Linked DNA regions of Zea mays: region 1 is linked to region 2. The links are chromatin contacts, called in public Hi-C maps. All regions are on one chromosome and are shown on one strand. Each heading gives the region's core, a stretch centred on a gene start, on an enhancer-like site or on the middle of the called end of the contact. The rest is flanking DNA. Distances are from core to core; before and after follow the strand shown. Region 1 holds the start of LOC100381834 (F-box domain containing protein expressed). Region 2 holds the start of LOC100193229 (peroxisome assembly factor 1).

What was found. Hi-C and Micro-C count contacts between places; a contact is called where the count stands out from the background.
Region 1: a contact with region 2 is called in a Hi-C map of ear, with 2.5 times the contacts expected there. The contact joins the promoter of LOC100381834 here to the promoter of LOC100193229 in region 2. A contact is called at or near these places in 2 of 25 Hi-C or Micro-C datasets (ear and leaf mesophyll).

What each region holds. Positions count from the first base shown.
Region 1 is chr1:176,943,526-176,949,390 of Zm-B73-REFERENCE-NAM-5.0, reverse strand. LOC100381834 (F-box domain containing protein expressed) reads right to left here and starts at 1,670. Exons shown (of 1, transcript NM_001174626.1): 1 at 1-1,670. The coding sequence starts at 1,301. LOC100280260 reads right to left here and starts at 5,519. Exons shown (of 8, transcript NM_001361492.1): 1 at 5,425-5,519; 2 at 5,182-5,299; 3 at 4,239-5,044; 4 at 4,061-4,126; 5 at 3,909-3,974; 6 at 3,627-3,803; 7 at 3,433-3,515; 8 at 2,986-3,217. The coding sequence starts at 5,434. The coding sequence ends at 3,176.
Region 2 is chr1:176,256,691-176,262,079 of Zm-B73-REFERENCE-NAM-5.0, reverse strand. It overlaps LOC100193229 (peroxisome assembly factor 1), which reads right to left and starts at 2,050. Exons shown (of 9, transcript NM_001371637.1): 1 at 1,918-2,050; 2 at 1,656-1,789; 3 at 815-928; 4 at 549-705. The coding sequence starts at 1,769.

The DNA.
Region 1 (5,865 bases), core at 421-2,920, 690 kb before region 2:
GCAGGCTTGGGATTCAGGAACGTCCGGTGCTGGACGAGGCTCTCCCTCAGCACGTGCCTAATAGGCAGCATCCTCCGAACATGAGGAAGCCCAAACTCGCGCAGCAGATTCCCGTTCCTGTCACAGTGCAAGAGCCAGCGCCCGGACAGGATCAGCACATCCCCATCGGCCGAGACAACGGACGGGGGGATCCAGCAGTCGTCGTCCTGCATAAGCCGCATCCACGGGAGTGGCAGCTGGATCCGGTACGCGAGGACCCAGAGCTCGTTATGATAGTCCTCCAGACGCCAGAGCTCTACCGTCGCCAAGTTCTTCCCGGAGACGGACATGCCGAGGCGGCCGTTGGGGAACTCGAGCAGCGCCATGTCCTTTTGGTCCATGTCTGTCACGGGAGCAGGCTCCTTCCAGCTGAACGCATCGACCCATATGTCGAACACCAGTATGCGGTACCCCTGGCTCTTCTGCGGCGGCCAGTGCAGGTGGCGGTGCCTCAGCTGGACGGGCGGGGAGACGCCGGCCATCCGCACCCCCGCCGCTAGCCCGTGGTCCCGGGGCACGTGCCGCGCGATGGGCCGCCCGATGGACCGCCACTGCACGGGCCGGGTCACTGTGACGATGTGGTACCACCGTTCCGGGCCTTCGTCTACGGTACTACTGGTACGCGTGCGTCCGCCGCTGCACAGCACGCGGTACTCGCCGGAAGAGAAGTGCTCGTAGAAGCCGATCACGTTCCAGAGCGTGAGGTCCGGAATGGAGGCCCAGTGGCGCGTCGCCGGGTTGATCACGTACCAGTCGAAGGAGAAGGACACGAGGAGGTAGCCGTCGACGGAAGCGTGGAGCAGGACCATCTGCTTGAACCCGTCCGCGTAGTTCTCCCTCTCCATCTTCGCGTAGTCGACGACACGGGAGACCTCGGGCTCGGTGTCGCCGGGCGGGTCGTCGTCGTCGTCGTCACGGGCCCCGGCGGCCTCGTAGTAGTCGCTGGCGGTGAACCGTAGGACGTGGTGCGGCCTGCCGGAGCGGAGGTCGAGAGACTCGACGCAGTAGTCCGTGAGACGGACGTAGCGGTCGGGGCAGGCGACGCGGTCGAAGCAGAGCAGCGGCTGCGGCGGGTTCTTGCGCCGGGACCGGGTGGCCCAGTGGTCCAGCTTGTCGCGCCACGCCCTGCAGACCGACCGCATGCGGAGGGTCCACTTGGGCGACAGGCGGACGAGGATCTCGTCGAGGGCGTTGGAGGGGGCGTCGCAGATGAAGTCCGCCGCGGCGTCGTCGACGACCCGCTCCGGCTTTAGTGCCTCCATTCTCTCTCCGCCTCGGCAACTTGTCCACGCGCTCGGATCGGAGGGCGGTGGGGGATGGGATGGGGACTGCTCCTCGCCAACCGCACAGCTGCCGGCTCGATCCTACCCTGTGGAATGCAAACGCGGCAGCGAAACCGGCTACGGGGGAACACGGCACTAGACGGTGATGCGGGAACCAACCAAACCGGGGCTCCGATCACGGCGACCGACACGAAGGAGAAGGATGCAATCGAGCAAAGGATGAGGGTGATTCCGATTCGAGGGCTCACCCCTGTTGTCGCCGCGGCTGCTTCTGCCTTGTGCAGACGTTCCCGTCCTTTCGGTCGGTCGGAGGCAGGAAGACGAAATGGTTTGGCCGTTCGTTTGGGAGGGAGACCGCAGCTGGTTTGGTTGTAAACCGATTAATCTTTTTAAAGCAGGCTGTCAGCCTGTGTCACCTGCGTGCAGTGCAGTATGCTTGCCTGGGCCTTGGGCCTCGATGCTATTAGCCCGCACGCTTTGTAGGCTTCATGGAGCCTAAAAAACATGCACATTCAGTCCTACAATTGTGCCATGTGCAATAACTCTGTTGAAGAAACTGTAGAACATCTCTTCCTCTGGATGAGTTTGTGAGCAGGAGTGGTAATACATATAATAAAGATATATCCAGTGCACATTAAACCTTAATATATATGGTGCACTTATTAAATCATCACTATCTATCTCAGATCTAACATCTCTGATTGATCATTATAATTTACAAATAACATCTTCCACCACGTCAGAGAGTATCCTTAGTAAAATATATCAAACAACTAGATTTATTAGATATAAGATAAGTGGTGATGATTTAATATATACACTAGATATATATAGATCGTGATGCAAATATTTCTTCACGGTTTATTTAATCCCTTAGTTACTTTTAGCTTAAAATTGAATAAAAACAAAAAAACCGATCATAATTCAATCGAATCCTTACATTTTTATTATAGTGTAAAGTTTATGGCCCGTTACCGCCTCCTGATTGTGAGTCGTGCTGAAATTTTCTTGGGTTGGTTGTCCCCTCTTCTCTAGGTCCCTTTCAGCTTTTGGAACACTTGGGGCTGGTTTGGGAGTTGGGACCAAGGGTGACGGAGAAGATTGAATAGTAAGAAATTTTGGTCCCTTAATCTCCTCTATTATTACACTTGCTCCCAGACAAGTCCGAAGAAGAGGAGGCTTGGAGGGAGCGCTGCAAGTTCATCTCAAGGATGTCTTTCGCATGGTTATCCTGCACGCAAAGAAGAAGAAACTATTTCTAGTATACGTAGACATAAATATCTAGAAATACATAGTTTCAAAAACTATGTACGTGCAAGTTCTAAACAGGAATGTTTCCAAAAGTCTTTTGGCGATCCGGTGCCAGTCACAGGAAAAAGCTGGTCCACTGAATCGGCTCACCTCAAGTTTCTGGTCAACCCAAACTGAACACAAAAGCGAACAAAATCGACTGACATGCACATAGATACAGACAGTTTTGCAATACTTGCAGACAAGAGCAAAAAAAAAAAAAAAGAACTTCAAAGGGATGTGCAATGCACAAATAATGCATTGTGTCAAAAGAATTGTGTCATGAAGGTGTAAGTATTAAACTAGGAATTGTGAAGTAGGAAGGAAATGAAGGTGTGAAGTAGGAACAGTAATATATAGTGACAAAAGAATTGTGTCGCTTGACAAATCTCGACCACTGGTCAAATTACACTCCGGCCTATCAACCAAAAACTGAAAGATGGAAGAAAAAAGAAGTGACGGCCTATCGGTCGATCTCGGTCTCGATCACAAGTCTCTGTCAAGGCTTAACCATACTACCAACACATACACACATGCATGCAGCTAGATGACCCATCAGCTGGTCACCATACCCCGGATCTGAATCTCAGGCTTGCCATAGTTTTCTGAAAGAAAGGGAAAAAAATCCAGTAATAAAATCAAGTCAGTGATGGATAAAGTGAATTGTATTAGTTCTTAGTAAGTGCATGGAAGATGAGGAGTTTGTAGCTCCGTGTGTGACAGAGCTATCCAAAGGACGGATCTCCAAGAGATCCATGGGACGGCGACAGGTTTCCATCGCGCGTTCACTGGTTCACATCCACATCATTCTGCCGCGTACCGCGTATTTTCGGTCGTTCGGAAGGAAGGAGACGACGTCGCCGGCACGGGGTTCTGGCGCGGGTACAAGCCCATCGCCGCCGCCTACAGGCAGTGGTGCTGGAATCTGTCAGCGAACAGCTAGCAGCCAAGTATACCTGCGTATATTATATATAGGTAAAATTCATCGATGTTTAGAGGCTTGCTCAGCTCAACCGTGCGTGGCGGTGGCACCAAGGGCGGTGGCGGCAGGTGGTCGACGGCGAGGTAGCGCGTATAGAGGTCGGGCGCCGACGCCGGCAGGGAAGCCACGTGGGGAGGACGCCCGGGCGCGGCCACCATCGTCCGCTGGTGCACCCCCGCCGCCGCGATGCCGCCGCCCATCCACACCACCTGCGCGGGCAATGCAATGCAGACGTCACTCACACGTTAGTTTCCTTGGTTGTTCTGGCGCGAAGAGGAGGATGGGAGGGGAGTAGGGGAGAGCGGCTAGCTCACCTGCAGCTGGAGCTGCAGCGACTTGAGGTACTCGATCGCCTCGTCCAGCATCGACGCCTTGTCCGCCTGGAAAATACGAATGCGATGAGAGAAACCGTGCATGTGTAAGGAGATCACAGCATCCAAATCTCGGTATGTGAGTTTTTTTTTACTTTGTTGCAGTGGGGTATGAGTTCCTGCAGGGCCTTCATCTTCTCGTTGATCCTGTCCCGTCTCCTCTGCACCGGACCCGGATTCAGACGAGAGTTAGCAATGGCCGGTGGCGGCCCGGCCGGCCAAACAAGTAACGGAAGGGTTTGTCAGAGAAAGGGTGGGAATGGCCTTAATTACCCGCTCCGAGAGGTTGTGGACTTGCGCGGCGCGGCGCCGCTTGGCAGTCGTCGTCCTCTGCGCCGGCTCGCACTCCAGCCCCACGTCCTGCATTCGCGGCCGTAAACGTGTTCCTCCGTGTCATCGATCGGAGACGTAGACGCAGACGCAGCGCTGCGAAAAGACGGCGGGCCGGGCCGGGCAAAGGCCTGGCCGGCACTGGCGGGGCAATGTACCATGTACTTATGTACGTACGTACCTCGGCATCGGTGGCGTCGTTATGCTTCCTCTTGCCGCTCCGGCGGGCAGCGCCGGGCCCGGGACCCGGCTGCTCGCTCTTGGTGGTGCATGACCTGGAACGCGTCGTCGACGACGAGGTCACCATCAGCACGTCGCGGGCCCTGGCGACGTCCCCCGGCGCCGTCGCCTGCACGTGGTTGCCGTTGCTCCCGCAGAGGCTGGACACGACCGTGAGCACGGACGAGCCGGCGCCGTCCGTCGCCGTCGCCGTGCCGCCGTCTCCCGGGCACGCCTTCTCCTCCCGCGGCGCTTGCGCGGGCCTCGGCGGCGGCGGCGGCGGCGGCATCATCCGGATACTCTGGCGCGCGGCCTCCCCGCGCGCGCCGCCGACGGCCGCCTGCGCCTCCCCGAAGAGCTCCGAGAAGAGGTCGGCCCTCTCCTCCACCGGGTACTGGAACCACGCCTGCGCCTGCGCCGCCGCCGCCTCGTCGTCGTCGGGTCTCGGCGGCTTCCGCGGCGCCTGGGCCTGCATGACCACGTGGCCGTTGCGCCACATGAGCTCGATGAGCCCGTCGTCGTCCTCGCCGCTGCAAGCAAACAGCAACAGAGACAAAGGACGCGACGTACACAGTACACGCCCGCGCCGCATCAGCCATGGACGGGAAGAGAGGCTGTGGCGCAGCTTTGTTGGAATGATCGGATCAGGATGGGAGCCGGAACCGACCCCAGTGGCGCGAAGGTGTCTCCCATGCTGCTGCTCCAATCGGGGATGTAGTGGCTCATGTCCATGGCGGCTCGGGCTGTCGCAGCGCATTCCACCACCGAGCAGGCGTGCTCGATCGCTGCAAGGACAAGATCCCGTGTTATTTGAAGCTTGAACTCTGTCTGAGGACGATCACACGCGCGCGCAAACCTAAACCGAGATGGGCAGAGGACGGAAGTCATAGGTAGAAGAAGAAACAAGAACCTGTCTGCATGGAACTGATCTGCAGAGCCTCTTCCCTACTTGCTGCCTGCCTGAAACAGGAGCTGCCAGGAGGTTCAAGTTGCAGCAGGGCAAGGTGGGGGCAAGCAGGGGCGCTCCGGCGCTGTGGAGTGGAGGGCCTTTTAATTTGTTTAATGAGAGAGGGGAAGAAGAACAGTGCCGCGTGGCGCGGTGGATTCTCTCGGTCCCGCTCCCAATGTTCCATCCCATCCCTCCAATAGTCCACACCCACAAGCAGGGTAGGCCAGAGATATCTCTTCTATTAAAACCCCACGCGGTTTCGAGCGCTCTTCACGCTTCCCACGTACGGCGCATACGACGGAGGCCGGGCGTGCAGACTGCAGACACGTCCACACGCGGTCCCGGACCCGAAGTATTTTATCCAATTCAGTTTATGGTCCTCGGTCACGCATCGTCGCTCCC
Region 2 (5,389 bases), core at 801-3,300:
TACAAAGGCGTGATCCAGTTCAATTGCAGAGTTAACTTCAACTTTTGCTTTTATAAAGGCAATGAGAATGCCTATAGCATGCAATGCAAAAAAAAAGCTCCAACCAAGCTGTAATTTGATGTGTTCATGTAAATATGATAAGGGGAGCAAAAGGGTGCATATTGAGGGGAAGAGACACTTGAACATAAGAGGATGGACATAGATGAAGAAAACTTTAGACAAGAGAATGCAGATGGTTAGCCATTTTCATTGTTTGAACATAAAGGATACATTGTGACAGTCCTATCTTTTATGTAGATGGTGGAAGACATGAATACTAAGGAGCATATCCATAAACAAAGAATATTAAACATATGCAACTTTTTTACAATAATAAAGATACTCAACTAATCATGAGTAATAACGAACTAACAGATTATGAGATAAACTAGTAACTTTCTAATTGTGTGCAGCAGTAAGAAAAACAATGCAGTGATGCACATCCTAGTTCCTATGCCCCCTGGTAGTGGCTGTCAGAAAAATATTGAAATAAACTTTGATAGAGATACCTTCTTTTCCAGTGATGGGTGCTGCCCGCTCATCTCTGTACCTCAGGTTCATCAGTGCATTGCCAGGGGTAGGCTTGTCAGCCCAAATTGAGAACCTCCAGATGAGGAACTCAAGGAAAGCATCAAGTTCAGGCTCATATTGGAATAAGAGTCCTGGCTGATATGAAAAGAAGGCATCAAAACTGAAAGCAACAGTTAGCAGCACACTTAAGTTCTATGCAAGCCTCAAACAACACAAAAATCAGCAAAGTTAATAAAGCAAGCACCTTCATCAAAGAGAACACTTTGACTAGCTGCTCTTTCAACATGGCCGACATCTCAACATCTAGCCTTGCAGCATCAAACTGGTTCACCCTAGATATTGAAATCGGGATAATGACCTGCGTAAGAAAAAAAATGGCATTACATCCCAAATTAAGGGGGTGTTTGGTTCCTTTAGTCACCCTACTAAACTTTAGGGACTAAACTATAGTCCCTATAAATCCTATTTGGAAGAGCTATTTTACTCACCCTGTTTGCTATTTGCCTATTTTAGGGACTAAAAGTTCTAAAGTTTAGTAGTTGGGAACCAAACACCCCCTAAGTGCGCTAGGTGCCTGCAACTGCAAGCATCATGCTTGTTCTCAGGGCCTGCAACTGCAAGCATCATTGTCTTGCCTAGTTCTCGATTTGCCTAGACTTGAAGAAATCCTGGGTCCGCCACTGCCTGTTCTGACAGACAATCGCAAAACTTGTTTTACTTAAGAACCTCTAAGCCTTTTCATGTTAGTAAAATGAAGAACCAGGAGCCAGCAGCAACACCAGAATTAACAACCATCATAATTCACAACTAAATAATGCCTCCGAGTGCTTGAGACATTCCATACCTATCTACATAAGCAAAACCATACCCAGAACAGAAAATCTAGCGACAATTAGCAATAATCAAATTAGTTGACCTCGCCCTCGGGGAAACTAAAATCCCATATGCTTGCGAGGGATTTCGAGTCTCCATCTCCAGCACCTCACATCACGTAGAACTTAGAAATTATGTGGCATCTCAAAGCGCTACCATACAGCAGAACAAACCCTAGGATGGGAGAAAACAGGGGCATCTGTAGACTGTACCTTGGAGGAATCCCGCAGCGACTCCCACTGCGGGAGGCGACTGCCGAGCTCGACGAGCCATGCGTCCTGCGGCGGCGGCGCCTCCGAGGCAGTGGCCGACTCGACCTGGGGCATGGGGGGCAGGGGCGCATCCACTGTTTGGAGGGGTGAAATTGTAATTACTGGGTATAATATGCATGTAACGGTTGCGAATCGGAAAGTGTAGATTTAGATTTGGGGTGCCTCGGTTCCGCACAGGGAAGCGAAAGGAGTGGGGGCGTACCTGGTGGTCTGGTGGATGCTCGCCACCGGTGAAGGGGCCGGCCGACGAAGACCCGCGCCGCTCACCCAGCCTGCGGCTGCGTTGCTCTGGTTTTTTCTTTTTCCCTTTTTTACACGGCCTTTTTTTTTGTGGGGTTGGGTGCGGGGTGGGGGGGTGCATGTTGTCTGCCTCAAAAAAAACTGTTGAAAAAAGGGAATCTGTTGAGGGCATAAGGGAATCTGTTTGAGAACTATATTTTTTTCCAAGTGATTTCTATTTTTTTAAAATATAAACTAATTTTTTTGGAAAAATAGAATTTCGTTGAGAAAATAGATTTTCTAAATTAGCCCTGATAAGATTATCCAATAAGACCATGGGCACGAAATATAATGAGACATATGGTATTCTAATTTATCTATCATGTATGTTTACAAATTCTTCAACAAAGAAGACATTCCTTGGGCATCTCTCACGTGGGGAAGCTATTATGGCCCTGTTTGGTACAGCTGCTGCTTGTTGAAAAAGCAGCTTATCTGATAAGCTGGTAAAAAGCAGCTTCTGCTTATTGCTTTTAGTTCATTTGGAGAAGCAGCTGAACTGATAAGCTGCTGCAGAAGCTATCTGTTTGGCAGAACTTCGGCTTAAATTTGTGAATAAGCTGAAAATAAGTTGTGCCAAACAGGGCCTATAGCACAAGTAAATTCCCAACCCAGTCTTAACAGAATCTTGGCCCTGTTCGGCACCATAGGAATTTTATGGGGCTGTATTTTTTTCATATATGGTTTGGATGAATCAAGCTTTCCACCCAATCCATTGAGGAATTCAATCCCTAAACTCAATCAACAAATATTTGTTCGTTTATTCCATAATAATCTGAAAACTGAAAACTGAATAACACTATCTAAAAACTGAAAACTGAATAACGCTATCTCAAAACTGAAAACTGAATAAACCCAATCAACAAACAAGCTGAAAACTGCAGTCTGAATAACGCTATCTTTTTTTGACAAAGTAGAGACGAGCACATGTCTGCACAATCTTAAACAACTGAAGAAACAAGTTGAAAACTGCACAGTCTGCACAAGTCGAAGAAACAGTCTCTACATGCACATGCAAGCTTCAGACCACACACACTACAAGCTAAGCCTTATTGACTGAAACTGAATAAACTGAATAAACAGCCTGCATAGACTGAAGATGTGACTTTACTTTCTCTTTCTCTAGAAATATTGATAATATCTTTATCCTTGGACCCTGGAACACCATGAGACAAATATGTACTACTTATTAAGAAGGTAAGAGTAGTCTGCCTCCCTTACGTTCTGCCGTTCTGCCGATCCTCAATCTCCACCGTCCATCCCACATCGTTGTTTTGCGTGCGTCGCCCGTCAGCCGTCGTGCGTGCGTCGCCTCCCGTCTGCCCCTTCCCCGTCCACGCGAAGCTCCCTCTGCCCCCTCCCGTTCGCAGTTCTCCTCCGCACGCTGGCAACCGCTCCCTCCCTCCGCCTCCACCTCCGCCGTCGGGCGCACCCTCTCCCTCGCTCTGGACCTCCCCAAGACTCCGTTCCCACGCCTCGCTGGACCTGCCATCACCGCCGCCTTGTTGGGCACGAAACCCTAGCGGCGCTTGCCGCCCCTGGATACCGCATCCCGCTCCCTGGCGCCTCCGCCCGTGCCCTGCTCCAACCGACATTGTCTCCTCGCTGGGCCATGGCTCCCCTTCGGATCGACGGTTGCGCCACCTAGCCACGCCGTTGGATCGGTGGTGCAGCGCGCGGTGCAGGAGATGGTGGAGGACCCGCTCGGTTGCTGGCACACGCGCCGTCCTCAACTCCTCATGGACCTCGAGCCCGGCACCATGGACTCCGTGCGCTCGGGCCCCTTCGGCCAGATCTTCCGCCCCGACAATTTCGTCTTCCAGTCCGGCGCCGGCAACAACTGGGCCAAGGGCCACTACACCGAGGGCGCCGGCAACAACAGGAACCGCACCCGCCATCCGCGACCGTCAACCACCTACCTGCATCCTCTATCCGCCAGCGATGTCGGTGCCCCCACCGGCAACCGCCAGGTCCCTCCCCACCTCCTTCCTCTCGCCCTCCGTAGCCCCCTCCCTCCCTCGCTATCTCACTATTGCTTTTCCACTTCTATAGGTGTCCCTATGGGGGTCCAGCACGAAGGAGATCACATGTGACACGCTGCTGCAGAAGGTCTCCGAGGAGAACCAGCTCCACAGACACCTTTGTTGTGCCGCCGCGGCTGCCCTCTCCATCCAGGTACCTCCTACGTCACCATCCAACGCCCCCTTCTTCGCCCATCATGTCTAATGAGGTATGAAATCTGCTCGCTGCTCACGGCATGAATTTTTCTTTGAGTTTTCGGGTAATTTAATCGACCTGCGAGTCCGTGCTTCGTTTCAATGATACACATGATTTTTGTGATGTCTATTTCAAGGGAGAGATGCTTGCAATGGCTTATGAAAATGTCTTTCTGTTTCAGTTTTGCACTATGTTCTGTTGTGCAAACCTCTTCCTTTTCTTGTTTGGTGAATGACTGCAGAACCAAACTGATAGCACCCAGCTCCTCAGGTTGTCGTCTAATGCCTACGCATCATTTTTTTGTTGGGAGGGGGTCATATTTCATATTTGGCACCTGAATTAAAAAGGAAATAACTGTTGTACCAATCCTTAGGTGTGCAAAATCATGGCTCTATTTTAAATCATCAATAATACTCCTCATCCTGCAATTTGTACAAATGGTTAAGCAAAACAAAACATGATAGTTTTGATAGAACTACATTACCATGCTTGTAAACTATTGAAGGAAATAGAAGGTTCACAAGGATTTATGTTCAAGTTTCATTCGAATAAAAAAATGTAACAGCCGCCTCATAGTGCAGGGAAGGCTTGTGAGTAAAAATCAATTTATAATGATGGTGTTATATATTATTTCTATTGAAGCCTTCATCCAAGCCCCTTTCAATTTAGCCATGGAGTACAAGGGGAAAACGACTTTTAGAAAAGAAATGAATACCCATTGAGCCCACCATGTCCCCCTATGGTAGCAGACGCAATTTCGCAAAGGGTAGATCAAGATCATCGTATATCTATAAAGAATAGGAGAATAGTTTATGTGAGAAATGATTCTGGGAACATGACAAAGTACCAGCTCAAGGACAACATTTACCACAACTAAATGATTGAATGGTATCTTGAAGTATGAAACCAGCTGCCCAACCTACATAAACAACACTAAGGAGAAAAGGGCTAGGGAGAACAATTGATTTCCAATCTACAGTGGAGTAATTTCACTTACAGACTTACCACCTGCACTCATAAAAGTCTGTGGCTTGGCAAGCATTATAGGGACATCACCAATGAGGCCTAAATTAGAGTGAAGCATTATATTTAAAAAACATACATGCCTATTTTAATTACATTAGATACATATCTAATATGTATTTCTTTGATTTCAGTTGTTTATATTGTATGTTGTT